Regions from separate parts of the Hordeum vulgare genome. Here region 2 is linked to region 1. Evidence: chromatin contacts called from public Hi-C data. All regions are on one chromosome and are shown on one strand. Each heading gives the region's core, a stretch centred on a gene start, on an enhancer-like site or on the middle of the called end of the contact. The rest is flanking DNA. Distances are from core to core; before and after follow the strand shown.

What was found. A called contact is a pair of places that touch in the nucleus more often than the background predicts.
Region 2: a contact with region 1 is called in a Hi-C map of leaf, with 4 times the contacts expected there. The contact joins the promoter of LOC123443838 here to the promoter of LOC123443832 in region 1. A contact is called at or near these places in 3 of 6 Hi-C or Micro-C datasets (leaf and seedling).

Annotation. Positions count from the first base shown.
Region 1 is chr3H:349,362,345-349,369,236 of MorexV3_pseudomolecules_assembly, reverse strand. LOC123443832 (pentatricopeptide repeat-containing protein At4g13650-like) reads right to left here and starts at 3,040. Exons shown (of 1, transcript XM_045120359.1): 1 at 266-3,040. The coding sequence starts at 2,755. The coding sequence ends at 296. LOC123443833 reads right to left here and starts at 6,258. Exons shown (of 5, transcript XM_045120360.1): 1 at 5,366-6,258; 2 at 5,221-5,273; 3 at 4,342-4,505; 4 at 4,109-4,257; 5 at 3,142-4,002. The coding sequence starts at 6,110. The coding sequence ends at 3,548. It overlaps LOC123443834 (thiamine phosphate phosphatase-like protein), which reads left to right. Exons shown (of 4, transcript XM_045120362.1): 4 at 1-100.
Region 2 is chr3H:349,745,488-349,751,695 of MorexV3_pseudomolecules_assembly, reverse strand. It overlaps LOC123443838 (probable receptor-like protein kinase At2g42960), which reads right to left and starts at 4,820. Exons shown (of 9, transcript XM_045120365.1): 1 at 4,544-4,820; 2 at 3,590-3,648; 3 at 2,529-3,203; 4 at 2,308-2,412; 5 at 482-604; 6 at 223-393; 7 at 1-69. The coding sequence starts at 3,193.

The DNA.
Region 1 (6,892 bases), core at 1,791-4,290:
CACATTGTGTCTCTTATGTAACTCTTCAGGCAAGTTCAGGGACCCAACAGCATGTTTCAGTCAGCTCGGTATAAATGAGATAAAACAGTCAACAGTGTAACAAGTGGTAGTGATCTGCTAATGCAGGTGTGGCATTTTCAGCGATCTTATTTATAAACAGGACTTACCTTGGCACTTTGTATCAGCCTACAGAACTAGCCATATCTACTTCAAACCAGCTCCTGGTCTCATCATAGTTTATGTATGGGCACCGTCCATGGTGGCATTTCAGATTGCGGCACGTCGCAAAAAATTATTAATATTTTGGACATCCATCTTGCGATAGGAATACCTGAACCTGGCCATTGACTTCAATCCAGCTACACCCTGGTTCCTTTTTTACTCCATGATCCAGTAGCATATTCCTAAGTCTAGTAACATCACTCCACCTTCCTAAATCTGCATAAATATTTGATAACAATATAGAAGAAGAAACATCCTCAGGCTCTAACTCAAACAATCTTTCTGCAGCTCTCTCAGCAATCTCGACATTTCCATGTATCCTGCAACCTCCCAAAATCGTCCTCCATATGGATGAATCCGGGATTAATGGCATCTGACTGATAAGAGATTCAGCCTCAGCTAGCCTTCCAGCCTTGGACAGAATATCAATCATGCAAGCATAGTGCTCCATCGTAGGAGTAATTCCATAGACACTACTCAACAATTGAAAGTACTTCCTTCCCTCGTCAAGTAATCCTGCATGGCTACACGCTGAGAGGACACCGACAAATGTGATATCATCAGGCCTTTTCCCATCATCTACCATCCGTCTGAAAGTGTCCAGTGCCTTGTACCCATGACCGTGTTGAGAGTAACCACAGATGAGTGTATTCCATGCAACTTGATCACATTTTTCTGACTCATAGAATAGCATCTCAGCATCCGTTATGTTACCGCACTTCACATACATGTCAATTACAGCACCAGAAACAACAGAGCTGTTCCTCCAGCCAGACTTGATGGCCCATGAATGAAGCTGGAGCCCACTGCCTAAGGATGCCATATCAGAGGAAACAGTCAATGAAACTGCTAGTGTGGCATCATTAGGCCTTTTGTTTTCTTGCAACATTGAACGGAAACATTCCATCACCTTCTCAGCATCATCCGTTTTAGCATATCCCGACATAATCACTGTCCACGAGAAAGCATCTCTTTCTTCAAGACGATCAAATACCAGGCACGCACTTGTAAAGGAGCCAGATTGTGCATACATGTCAAGTAGCATTCTTGAAACATCATTATCGCTTTGCAACCCACTTTTCAGAATACATGCATGAACCTGAATGCCATACATGAGGTTCATCAAGCTAGTGCAGCATCTCAAAACACCTACGTAAGTATATTTGTTGGCTGGAAAGTCCTCGCACTTCATCTGCTTGAAAATTGTCAAACCCTGCTCACAGCTGCTTCCACTATAAAATCCAGAGAGAAATGTGTTCCACGAAAATGTGTCAGGCTCATGCATAAGATGGAAAGCGACTGTTGCGTCTTGAACAGCACCAACTTTCACATACATATTTAGAATGGCATCAGCCACTAACTTTGGCATAGCCAGTCCACTTTTCACAACATAAGCATGAACGCAGCGACAAAGGTTTGCATCACCAGTCTTTGATGCAACACCAGCAATACCCACAAATGTATATTGGTTTGGTTTGACTCCCGTGTCTGACATCTTTACCAAAAGATCAAATGCTTCCCCAGCCATACCATGTCGACCGAAAGAAGAGATCATGGCACTGCAATGCACCACATCAGGTTCATCTATCCTGACAAAGACTTGGTAGGCCTCTTGAGCAGACAGACATCTCGAGTACATCTCAACAAGGCAATTGTTGAGGACGTCATCGGTTTCCAGCCCTCTCTTGACCACCAAAGCATGAAGAGCCTGGCCAGATTTCGCAAGACCGAGTTCCACACAACACTTGAGAAGAGCAGGCAAAGTATACTTGCTTATCTCATCACCAAATTCCGACAACTTATGGAAAACATGCATGACCTTTCTGTAGTCACCCTGCCGAGCATACTCAGTGAGCAGAGCATTCCATGACACATCACTTCGTTCGGGCAAGCCGAGCAACACTGTCTCAGCAGCGTCCACCTCCCCACGGCTCGTGTAAGCTTGAACAAGGGACGAGCCAACGTAGGGATCATCCAGACCTTTCAACTTAACCACCTGAGCATGCACCTGACGCGTGAACTCGGAGCGTGAGCTCATCACCGAGCAGGCCTTGAGCACCGAAGAGAGCGCGAACACGTTAGGCGCAAGGCCCTGTTGGTTCATCTGACAAAACAGGTACAGAGCCTCCTCGGCATCTCCCGCGGCGGTGTGGGCGGATAAGAGGGCGGTCCAGGCGACGACGTCCCTGTGTGGCATTCCGTCGAACACCCTTCGTGCGTCCTCCAGGCGGCCGCACTTGCAGTACATGTTGAGGAGCGAGTCGAGGAGAAACGTGTCCGGCTGCCGCGCGGAGCGGAGCAGCCGCGCGTGGAGCTCCTGTCCGCAGCGGAGCGCTCGGCGGACGGCGCAGCCCTGCAGCGCCGCTGCGTGCGACCGGAGCTCATCGGCTTGCGCGTCAGGGAGGAGAGAGTTGGGGTGGGAAGGAGAAGAGTGCGCCGCGAGTCGCGTCCGCCGTGGAGAGGTGGCAGTCGGCGACGAGGGAGGATCCCGGTGGTAGGAGAATGGGCCGTGAAAAAGAGCGAGGGAAGACATGAATTTGGCCTGCGAGAACGTAAGAGTAGAGTGGGCAATGACCACGAAGATGCCACCGCATGGGATATGTGGTTAGCAAAATTAAAACTCAAAGGGGAAAAAACACGAAGACGCCTGCAGGCAAACTAGCAAAGTATTGTTTTGTTTTTCAGGGAGCAAAGAAACTGCCCGTGTTGAACCAAAAGCAACAGGAGACCAGAAATAACACCGAGTATATAGATACAAAATAAAATTACAGCACGTAAATAAAAAAAGCCAGCATGCCAAGATATGTCGTTGGGCGACCAAAAAGTACATCTCAGACCACCACAAAAATAAAAGTACTCTTGGATTTTTGCTGACAAATAAACGCCAGGCACAATATCCAACATCCACAGTAGGAGTAATTTCGAACTAAAAGGTAGCCGAGATTCATTAATTCAAGATGGTACCGTGGGATAACAGCAAAGGTACTCTTCTATGATAGAAGTCTTGGAAGCAAATCTACATGTTGAAAGTCTCTAATTGCACATAACAAGGAACATGACGATATAGCTCATGGCATCACGCGCCAAGTTAGGTTAGCTACCAGTTACTACTATATCCGTAAGCCTGCTGGAGTCGGACCGCAGGAACCCGCTTCAACTCATCGTCATCGAGCAGGAACCACACCAGATACTACTACTTCATGACATCATTAAGAGGCGGAAACCAAAACAGCAAACAGTCTTGCAGACTCCAGAAAGGCACTTGTCCCAAAACGTCTCTCCCCAAGTAAGCATTAGTGAGTGAATCCATCGCCTTCTACCCATATCAAGCTGTTTCTTCCATCTCATCATCTGACTGTGGGTTCTCCACCTCGCTACCACTGCTCATGCCGCCATTGGTAGCAGCAGACGAGAAGTGATCCTTAACCGAGCTGTCTTCAGCCTTGTACTTCACAAACTTCACAACTGAAGCGTCTTCATTTCCACAGTCCTTCCTTTTCCTCATGCCATTCGCCGTCACCTTCATCGACTGAGCAGCAGCCATGAAAGCGTTATCAGCTGTCTCCATCTCCACGGCTTCTTCATCCTCCCCACCTTTTGTGTATATACCCTCCTGGTGACTCTGCTTGTCAATGAAGAAAAGGTCAGCGTCTGAATGATTCATCTTGCTCTGATAGTGATAACCATTCTTGGGATCATCATGCATTAGCCTCTCCCTAATCCTTGAACAGTTCTCTCCAAAGACTTTGAGCCCCTTATCTTCAAGATCTACAAGCCACTCTGTGAAAAGAAACCACGTACAACTTCAGCACCGACTCTATAGAACACAATAACAAGCATCTATTGTTACTTAAAATTGACAGGATCGTGTCAAATATGTACATACTCAGAAAAGCTCGAGGTGTGATAGCAATTGGTTTGCCCAGTTGGTCGGTGCCAGCTTGACGAGCAGCCCACCTAGCAAGGTAAATGGGAATATTGGAAGTCGAGAAGGCGTTGATAAACGACATTGCTCTCCCTTGATCTCCTTTGCCCCTATTTCGAAAAATAAATAAATAAACAGATCAGATGAAAATTTCTTTCAACCAGCCAAGTTTAGGTAAAACAACTCTTTATCACCTGGCATCATTGATGGCATCAAGAGTTATAACCAATCTTGACACAAAAATAGGCAAAAGGGAACTATCAGCTTGATCAACTTCAGCTCCATTGAGGAATGAATAATCCACCAAGATCAAAGCATCATAAAGGACATCTCTCACCAGGATCTCATCATCAGCACTCTGAGTTATGCACCAAAAAACAAATTACAACTTCAATAATATGTAAGAAATAATAATGCCATCATCACAACTCAAATTACGTCAGGGGTGAACAACTAGTTCATTCTTATGAAAGATATTGGCACATTAAACGAAAGAAATTGAGCAAGGAGACACTATTCGAGGATAAACAAGTATAACTGTGTACTTAATTCAGTAAATCTGCAAACAAATGAAAATGCTGGCCGACTTAATTCATTAGCATGGCCTGCACAACAGTTTGTGGTCTAAAATAAGTAAACATGAGCAATGCTCACACTACACAGCATATGCGTGTATATAGTGATGATGATTCAAATAGAAGGGAAGGGCATAAGATCATCACAGATCAGACTTCAACAAGTTTACATCGCAAAGATGATATACAAATTCCACCCCAAGTAAGGCTCCTCATGGATACAATGTGAAATACGGTAGTCCTGATACTGTTCTCCTCTCTAGTATCCACAAGAAAGACCCTGAGTCCAAACACAATCAAAGTACAAAGGAACAAGTTGCACAGTTCATATCTCACAAAGGGTAATGTAGGGCAATTAGCAAACTAATTCAACAGATAATGGCAACGCCTAGCAGCCCCCGTATTCCTTAATTGAAGGGATGGGTCTATGCTCATGGCTATTCCTAGGTTTTTGTGTTCCCTGCAACGACGTGATATGCTCTGAAAAGGAACACATACCAGTAGTGAATAAACAGGCAGCGGAGGGTTTACAAGCATGTTCAGCAGGACTCCTGCAAAATCCATCAGCAAAATGTTTATCTCAGTGGAGTCACTAAACCTGAAGCTACAAGACACAATAAGGGCATGGGCAGCATCAACTCACCGAAGAATTGCTGGTTCTGGAAGACCGAGATAGAGCTAACCGCCCAGATCCTTAGCTCCTTCTGCAGCTCAGAACGTGGTAACCCAGCCACACCCTGCACCTTGAGGCAGAGCCTGAGCAGGAACGCCTCCGCCACCACAACACCGGCGAGGAAAGTGACGCTGCAGCCGTCCTTCATCAGCTCCCGCCTGGCCTCTTCCCCGACTAGCGGGAAAAGCACCTGGAACGGGCACCTGTCCCTCGAGTTGCGCACGCTCCACACCTTGACCAGCTCCCCGAAACCTGGCAAGAGCCTCCCAGCGTCGGCGTTGACCTCGCCGCCAGCGGGGCGGCTGCTGCAGATACTGATGTAGCTGAGGACAGCCTCGACGAGCGCCTCGATCTCCCTGCGGGGCTTGGCGGAGTGGAAGAGTTCGGAGACGACGGGGGCGAGGAGCGCAAGGGGCTTGGCGGCGCCAGGGGATGAGGAGGTGAAGGCGGAGAGGAGGTGGAGAATGGAGCGGAGGTCGTCGGGGGCGTCGTGGAAGGTGAGCGCGGAGAAGAACCAGACGGCCTCGAGGGGAGGGTCCGGGTAGGTGTTGAGGACGCGGGAGAAGAGAGAGCGGAAGTTGGTGAGGTCCGGGTCGGGGGCGGCGGAGACGGCGGCGAGGAAGCGGGAGGTGGAGTCTCGGAGGAGGGACTCGAGGCTGGGGAAGAAGCAGGCGGACCCCATGGAGGGGAAGTCCACCAGGATGCCGCCGGCCATGCGGGGGACGAGGAGGATTCGTTCGAATTGGAGCGGGAGAGCAGCCGGTGGAGTTGAAACCCTAACCCTAGGTGAGTGAGGTTTCGAGGGAGAAGCCAAGCGGTCGAGGGGTTTGGTCGGGGTTTGGGCTCGGTTGTGGGGAAGATCCAAGATGGTCGGGGCCGTGGGAGGTTTGAAGAAGAAAGATGGGATGGGAAGGGATCACACTGACAACCGGGCCAAGAGTCAGTTTAATTTATTTATTTTTAGCGGGGCCAAGAGTCATTTAGGGTGTGTGTTTTTAATGAAAAACATATATTTGACTTTACAAATAAAGCTAAAAAATTTCAAGCGTATGCAAATTGACGTATCATATCTTTTGTAGAAGGCAGAAAATACGTTACAAAAGATGCAAGAAGCAAAACAAGCTAAAGTATCGGCAATCATCCACAAATCCACACGTCTATTACATGCTAATCTTTCATAAAGATTTTAAAACACCTAGCTCATGCAGTTCTCTATGTCTATATCTAATCTAGAATACGGTTTACAAACCTAGAGATGTTGCGTTGCTAAGCCACATTTTCAAACATCTTCGCATTTCTTTGTTTTCACGGGCTCCATGCGAAAGAATAGCAATTGAATCAAAACTTTGTGTGAATGGTTTCAGTAAAGATTGGCGTGAACGAAGCCACCACTCCTCCAAGGTGTCCTCCAAGGTGAGGATGCCAACACGGATGTCAGTGTAGAGAACATGTGTAGAGAACATGTGTGACATGTCTGTCATGCATAAACACAATACA
Region 2 (6,208 bases), core at 3,571-6,070, 380 kb before region 1:
ACCCCAAAACTGTACACGTCACTCTTTTCATTTAGCAGTCCAGTATTTACGTATTCAGGGGCTACATAGCTGAAAACAATGCGACCAGGTTAATATGTTGCAAACTTATCAATTGCTAATGGATAATTCAACTCAGGGAAATGGGGTAAGTGGATATCAATGTGTTCTGCAGTTTTTGCAACTCAGTAGGGAAAAAATGACAGCATGCCAATAAGAGCTTACCCAAAAGTCCCCATAACTCGAGTAGTTATATGGCTCTTCCCTTCGCCCAAGAGCTTAGATAATCCAAAGTCAGAAAGTTTTCCATTGAATTCTTCGTCGATAAGGATATTACTTGATTTGATATCACGGTGAATAACTTTCGGCTCTATGCCTTCATGCAAATAAGCCAGTCTGCAAAGCAGAATGATTTGTTGAAGGAGGATTTTCCTACTTCGCCCAATATACAAGAAACCAAATTCAAGAATACGACATCACTTACGCTTTAGCAATGCCAAGGGTAATTTTTATGCGGGCTTCCCAGGTAAGAACACCTTGTTGACGCATCGCACCATGCAACCACTGTTCTAAGTTACCGTTGCTGATGTATTCATAGACAAGCATCCTGCAAGAACAGTGACTTAATCATAGTGGCTGCAAATAGTAATTGTTACACAAAAGTACTATATACAGAGATCAAGTAAATAGGCTTTGAGAAATGTGTAACAGCTCTCGGATGCCTAGGCACCCTCTATGAACAGTAAAATAAATAAAAAGGAAACAAAATTAAAAAAATCTGAAACTTTGCAACATCAAAGATGGTCAAACTTTGTAGGTTCTTATAAGTTTTCATGCCAAAATATCATGTAAAAAAAGGTGTACAAACAAGTTTCAGATTTCAGTGCTAAAATTGCTTAAAACTTGAAGCACAGAAATGTTTTCCATATATAGAGTTCCTTGAATGATTTTTTGGCATGAAAACTTGCAAGCACCTAGAAAGTTTGATCATCTTTGATGTTGCAAAGTTTCAGTTTTTTTTTGTTTTTTTTCTATCTGTTTTGATTTTACTGTTTATATGCATTAAACTTTTAAAGGTTATACTTGTATCAGCTTAAGAAAACAGACTTAATACCTACGGATCAACCAGTTACTCCGCAAAATAATTGTGCCTCACATGAGTCGAGCTCTGATGGGCGGGTAGGTGCTAGTGCAGCAAAACAGTTTTTTCTTATTCATTCCATTCCACACCATCTAGAGAAGTAAAAGAACATATTGTACAATGGATTATCTCTTAGTGTTATCTCTAGCAATGCTCCTCAAATTATTAGATGATTAAAATTAAACTAGGAAATGTGTGATTGAGATAAGATATCTCGTAATTTGGTGAAAAACGTCTTATCTTTCTTACTAAGAGATCATCTCTTAGCTAAGACAAGGCAAACCTTTTTTTCTCATTCATCATACAACCTACATGGCACTGCCAAGATAGCACCATTGTAGGTGTCCTAAGGAGATAGGAGCTACCTACGACACATCAATACACAATCCATAATAACATATAAGGACAGGACAGGCAGCTAACTGTTGTGAACAAATATTGGTCATGTAAGGTCATTATGAACGAAGCAGTATCTCGTCACCTAGGTTCGACTTAATATTTGCAAAATATTGATAAGCATTCATCCATTGAGACTGTAAATCAAGCATATACATAAACTTCAATTTTTTTGGCAAATGGCCAACAAAAGATGATAGTATTATACAAATGTTTCTTTAAACAGCATTGGCACCTGAACTGCATATAAAACGGATGAATGCTTATCATAAATCTCTTACTAGTTACTAATTCATAAAATGATTCTAAATGATGCCTTGATACCTCATATTCAACATTTCACAACTGAACAACATAATAAGCATCGAGCACACTAAGATAACAACTGAAAACTCTTGTAGACTTTCAGATAGACAACAATGTTGCATATTTCTATGTGGGGCTAGTGGCGGTATCAGATTATATACAATTTTCCTCGGTAGATTTGAGATGACAAAATCTCCTAATCTGTATCAAGATTTTGGTAATCAGTGCATGCTACATAACCATTGGAAGTATGCCTTCCAATCATACAGATTGATATCTACAACTTTTAAGGAAAGAACTTTCAAATTCAACTCAAGACTGTAACAAGAATAAAAGAATACACATGAAAATATATAGTAATGTAACCATCCGTGCTTAACAAATATGTGGGACTACAGCTTGACGAATATTGGTGAATGGAAGGGACAAAAAAAAGTCTGGTTAACAGAGTGTAAACAAATATTCACCTGTGGCTTCCCTCGACACAGTAACCCAGAAGTCGCACCAGATTCTTATGCCTAACATGACCAATGGCCTCAACTTCGACCCTGAACTCTTTCTCTGCCTGGCCCCTGGAAAACCATACCAAGATTTCACAGAAGTCAATAGTATATTACTCACAGCATGTAATTTTGTGGTCTATAAGAAGTTATTCTTTATGGTAAGAATCTACGTTAATGTCTCTTACACGTTATTAAAAAGTTTTTTGATTGCAACATCAGTTCCATTTACAAGACAGCCATGATAAACAACCCCATATCCGCCCTCTCCAATGATATACTCGTTAGAGAACCCATTTGTTGAATGCTCCAACTCTCTGAGAGTATACCAATGACCCAAACCCAGGTGAGAGAACTCTGGGAGACCCCCCCGAGGAGACATGGACATGGTGCCACACTGAGAGTATTCCCTCTTATCATATGCTGAACTGCCTTCATCACCAGAGTATAACCCCTGGGACCTATCATATTGGTGCACTGAGCTGCACTCAATCAAATTATGATCATCAATTGATTTGCTCGTAATCAAGTGAGCAGACATTCTCTGCGATTCTTTCTCTGGATCTCTCTCCTTCACTGGAAAGATGTGACTTTCTGGAGCACAGATGTTGTCCACGAAAGCTCGGCTACCAACTTCATCTACTGCAATCTCTTTGGTGACATCTGGGATCTCAGGTTCAGCAATATCATGATGATTCCCTCGTCTCCTCCAGTATATCAACAGGAAGCATATGAGGCCTAGGACAAACAGAATGGCAGCCCAAATGCTTATGCCAAGCACAACCCATAGTCTCAAACCAAAAGGCGGAGTCCTGGACAATAACTCCACCCGTAAGTTTTCACTCGTTGACATTTTGATTTCCCTGCAACCAGGAAACGCTTCAGCATTAGGTCATCCTTGCAGCACATCTTCAGAAATAATAGGATTGCGGTGATATTGTCAGACTAAGTATAAAGAAATCAAGAGATTGAACAACAAATTGGTAAGAACACATAAAGCCATCATCAAGGTTACCAAAAAGAGAAGAAAATGGCCAGTTACATAAAGGTTATTCAAGCAAATCACACAAGACTGGCTTTACTAGAAACCAAGAAAGTGCTGATGGCAGTCCAGAAAAAAATAAAATACAGTACTAACATAATCCCTTCACTAAAATGTAACAAAATGGCACAAGATCATGTAGAGATCTTTGTCTTCACTGATTATAGAATTATACAAGAATTAAACACCGAGTTACAGATCGTTTACCTGACCGACAACTGGACAGTCACTTCCAGCTCATAGACCAGACCAGCAACACGAAAAACCTAATTCAACATTGATAAGAATGTTAAAAAGAAGTTTATCTACAGAATTCAGGAAGTTTAAACGATCAATTTGTTCATAATATATGAAATGAATGACCGTTATAAAGCAATTGATTGGTGTCTGAGTGCAATTAACATCCCAAATGCTAGACATGGTAAATCGAATGTTTTTCATGGCAATTTCTATTGGCGCGGGGATGGTAAATTTAGTTTGCAAGCACTGGAATTTCCTGGCAAGAAATGAACTGATGGGGATTTGCCATGCTCGCCAACTTAACTTGTCATCCTCGGCAAACACAACTTGCCATGAAAAAACATTGGATTGCCACGCCAAAAAATCTGATGCTCGCTGGATATTGGGGTCCATTAACATTACCTCCAAAGCTCAAACATATGATACTTATTCTAGGAAGCAACCTTGAGTACGGGATGTTTCCCAGAGTATCGATGATACATTGACAAAACAAAATAATACTTACACAAAACTGTATATATGATGATCAAGAAAAAAGAGACGATCCAGATTTCATAGGGCACAGACTGGAAGCAGAGATGGGGCAGTCCAGTTTATAGATAGAGGATGATAAAGACCAGCAGTTTGGCTTCAATTGTGAGCGACATTCATCCAAGAGAACCAAGAAACCATAACTTGGTTCACCTACCAACCACAGGCAAACACGTTGAACACACTAACACTGATCACATCTGGGGCAAATAACTCCGGTGTCTTCCATGGGAGCACCGTGTGAGTGACACAGCACGCATCTTATCGATGTGAGCCTTGGTAGGCAAATACACAAGCAACTAGCGTGCACTCTCACGAACACCACCAGCAGGCAGATATAAACCACACAGCCTCAAACTACAGACACCTTATCTTATCAACCATGCTCACCTGGGCATCATCAAGCGGGCCAAGAATGGGCAGGAGAGGCCGAAGAACCCAAAGTCGGCAACCCGTCCGCCACGCCACCGCCTGCGCTCACGGAGACCACCATTCGGCCCCGCCACCACTGTCCACTGGTACTCCTACTCGAGAGGCCGAGAGATCGATGTGGCCGAGGCCAGCCTACAAGTCGAGTGTTGCTTGAGGCGAGGAGATTTCTCTTGGTTGGTGAAGTGCTGTCTTCCTTCCTGGCCCGGCACACGCTTGTTGGTTTCTTTCGGCCGGGTGTCTGTGCCTGGAGTAGCTTTTTTTTTTTTTTTTTTTTTTTGCGGGTGCCTGGAGTAGCACTCCACCAGCTCGTTTTCTTTTTTTCTTGGTTGGATTTTGGTGAGCTGTATCCGGATCAACTTGTCTGCCGAATTAAAACGCCAAAATAGATGAAATTTTCTTCTGTGGAAAAAACAAAAGGTAGGTTCATGGGATGAGACTATTCCACACTTGTGAAGTAAGGGGTACCATTATTTTCTGTGAACGTGTGCTATCGTGACAAAAGCTGTTCGATCAGGAATATCTTGCTAGGTTGGGCTCCCTTCCTTGGCTAGGCATTATCCTCTCCTCGGTTCCTTTGCTTTACAACTCCCACTGATTATAGGTGAAAGGAAAGCAAGTAAAGCAAGGACGCACTCGTGTAAAGATTGTACTAGCGGCTTTGGGATTCATCGACTTGTGCTGTATTGTCTTCCTTTTTTTTTTAAGCTTGAAATATGGGGATTTATTCAGCAAAAGCCCCGGCAAAGTCTGCCTGGAGGCAAGTTACAAGGAAGCTAGGTTGCATATGCATCCAACACTCCGACACCTCTCGATTGCTAGCATGTTTTGCACACAAGTGGGCAGGCGTGTTAGCTGCACGATTACAATGCTGAATACAAAAAGACGAAAAGAAAGCTACGTTCTCCCCTATTTCATCCATGATCGGCACCACAAGTGAACGAGAATTGTCGCGCAAAAACCATAGCTGGACCAGTTCCAAGCTATCTGTCTCCAAAACCACTCTTGAAAAACCTCGCAGGCGAGCAAAGCGAACACCTTCCCGCAATGCCAAGGCTTCAGCCACCAACGGATCTGTCACTCCTTCGAAAGGTTTGCACCAAGCGGCGATGAAGGCCTGTTGCGAGCGAGCAACCCCTCCACCTCCACCTCTGCTATACTGCCATCAGCGTTAATTTTTATTGTACCTTGATCGGGTGGTCTCCATCCATGCCTAGGTAAGGTAAGCGCCTGGTTGCGAGGGATGTCCAGCATCGCTAGGGCATCTCTAGTCCAGATCATCGACTGGCTCGGGCTCACAGGGCCCCTGTCATGCGTAATGTTATTGTGCGAAGTCCAAATAGACCACATAATTGACACCAATTTGGCCCTCTCCGACTCCGAATACCGGTCGTCACATAGGATATCAATCTTCCATGTCTGGGGATTCACATCAGGTCGAGATACTTCCAACCAATTTGGGGCAATATCCCAAAATTTCCTTGCATGGGAGCACTCCAGTAAAGCATGTCTGAGAGTCTCATCTGGGTTAAGGCAAAGCTTACATGCACTATCATTTGATATATGTCTGTGCTTGAGGACGGATTCAACAGGAAGAATTCCTCGTAAAACCCTCCACCAAAAACT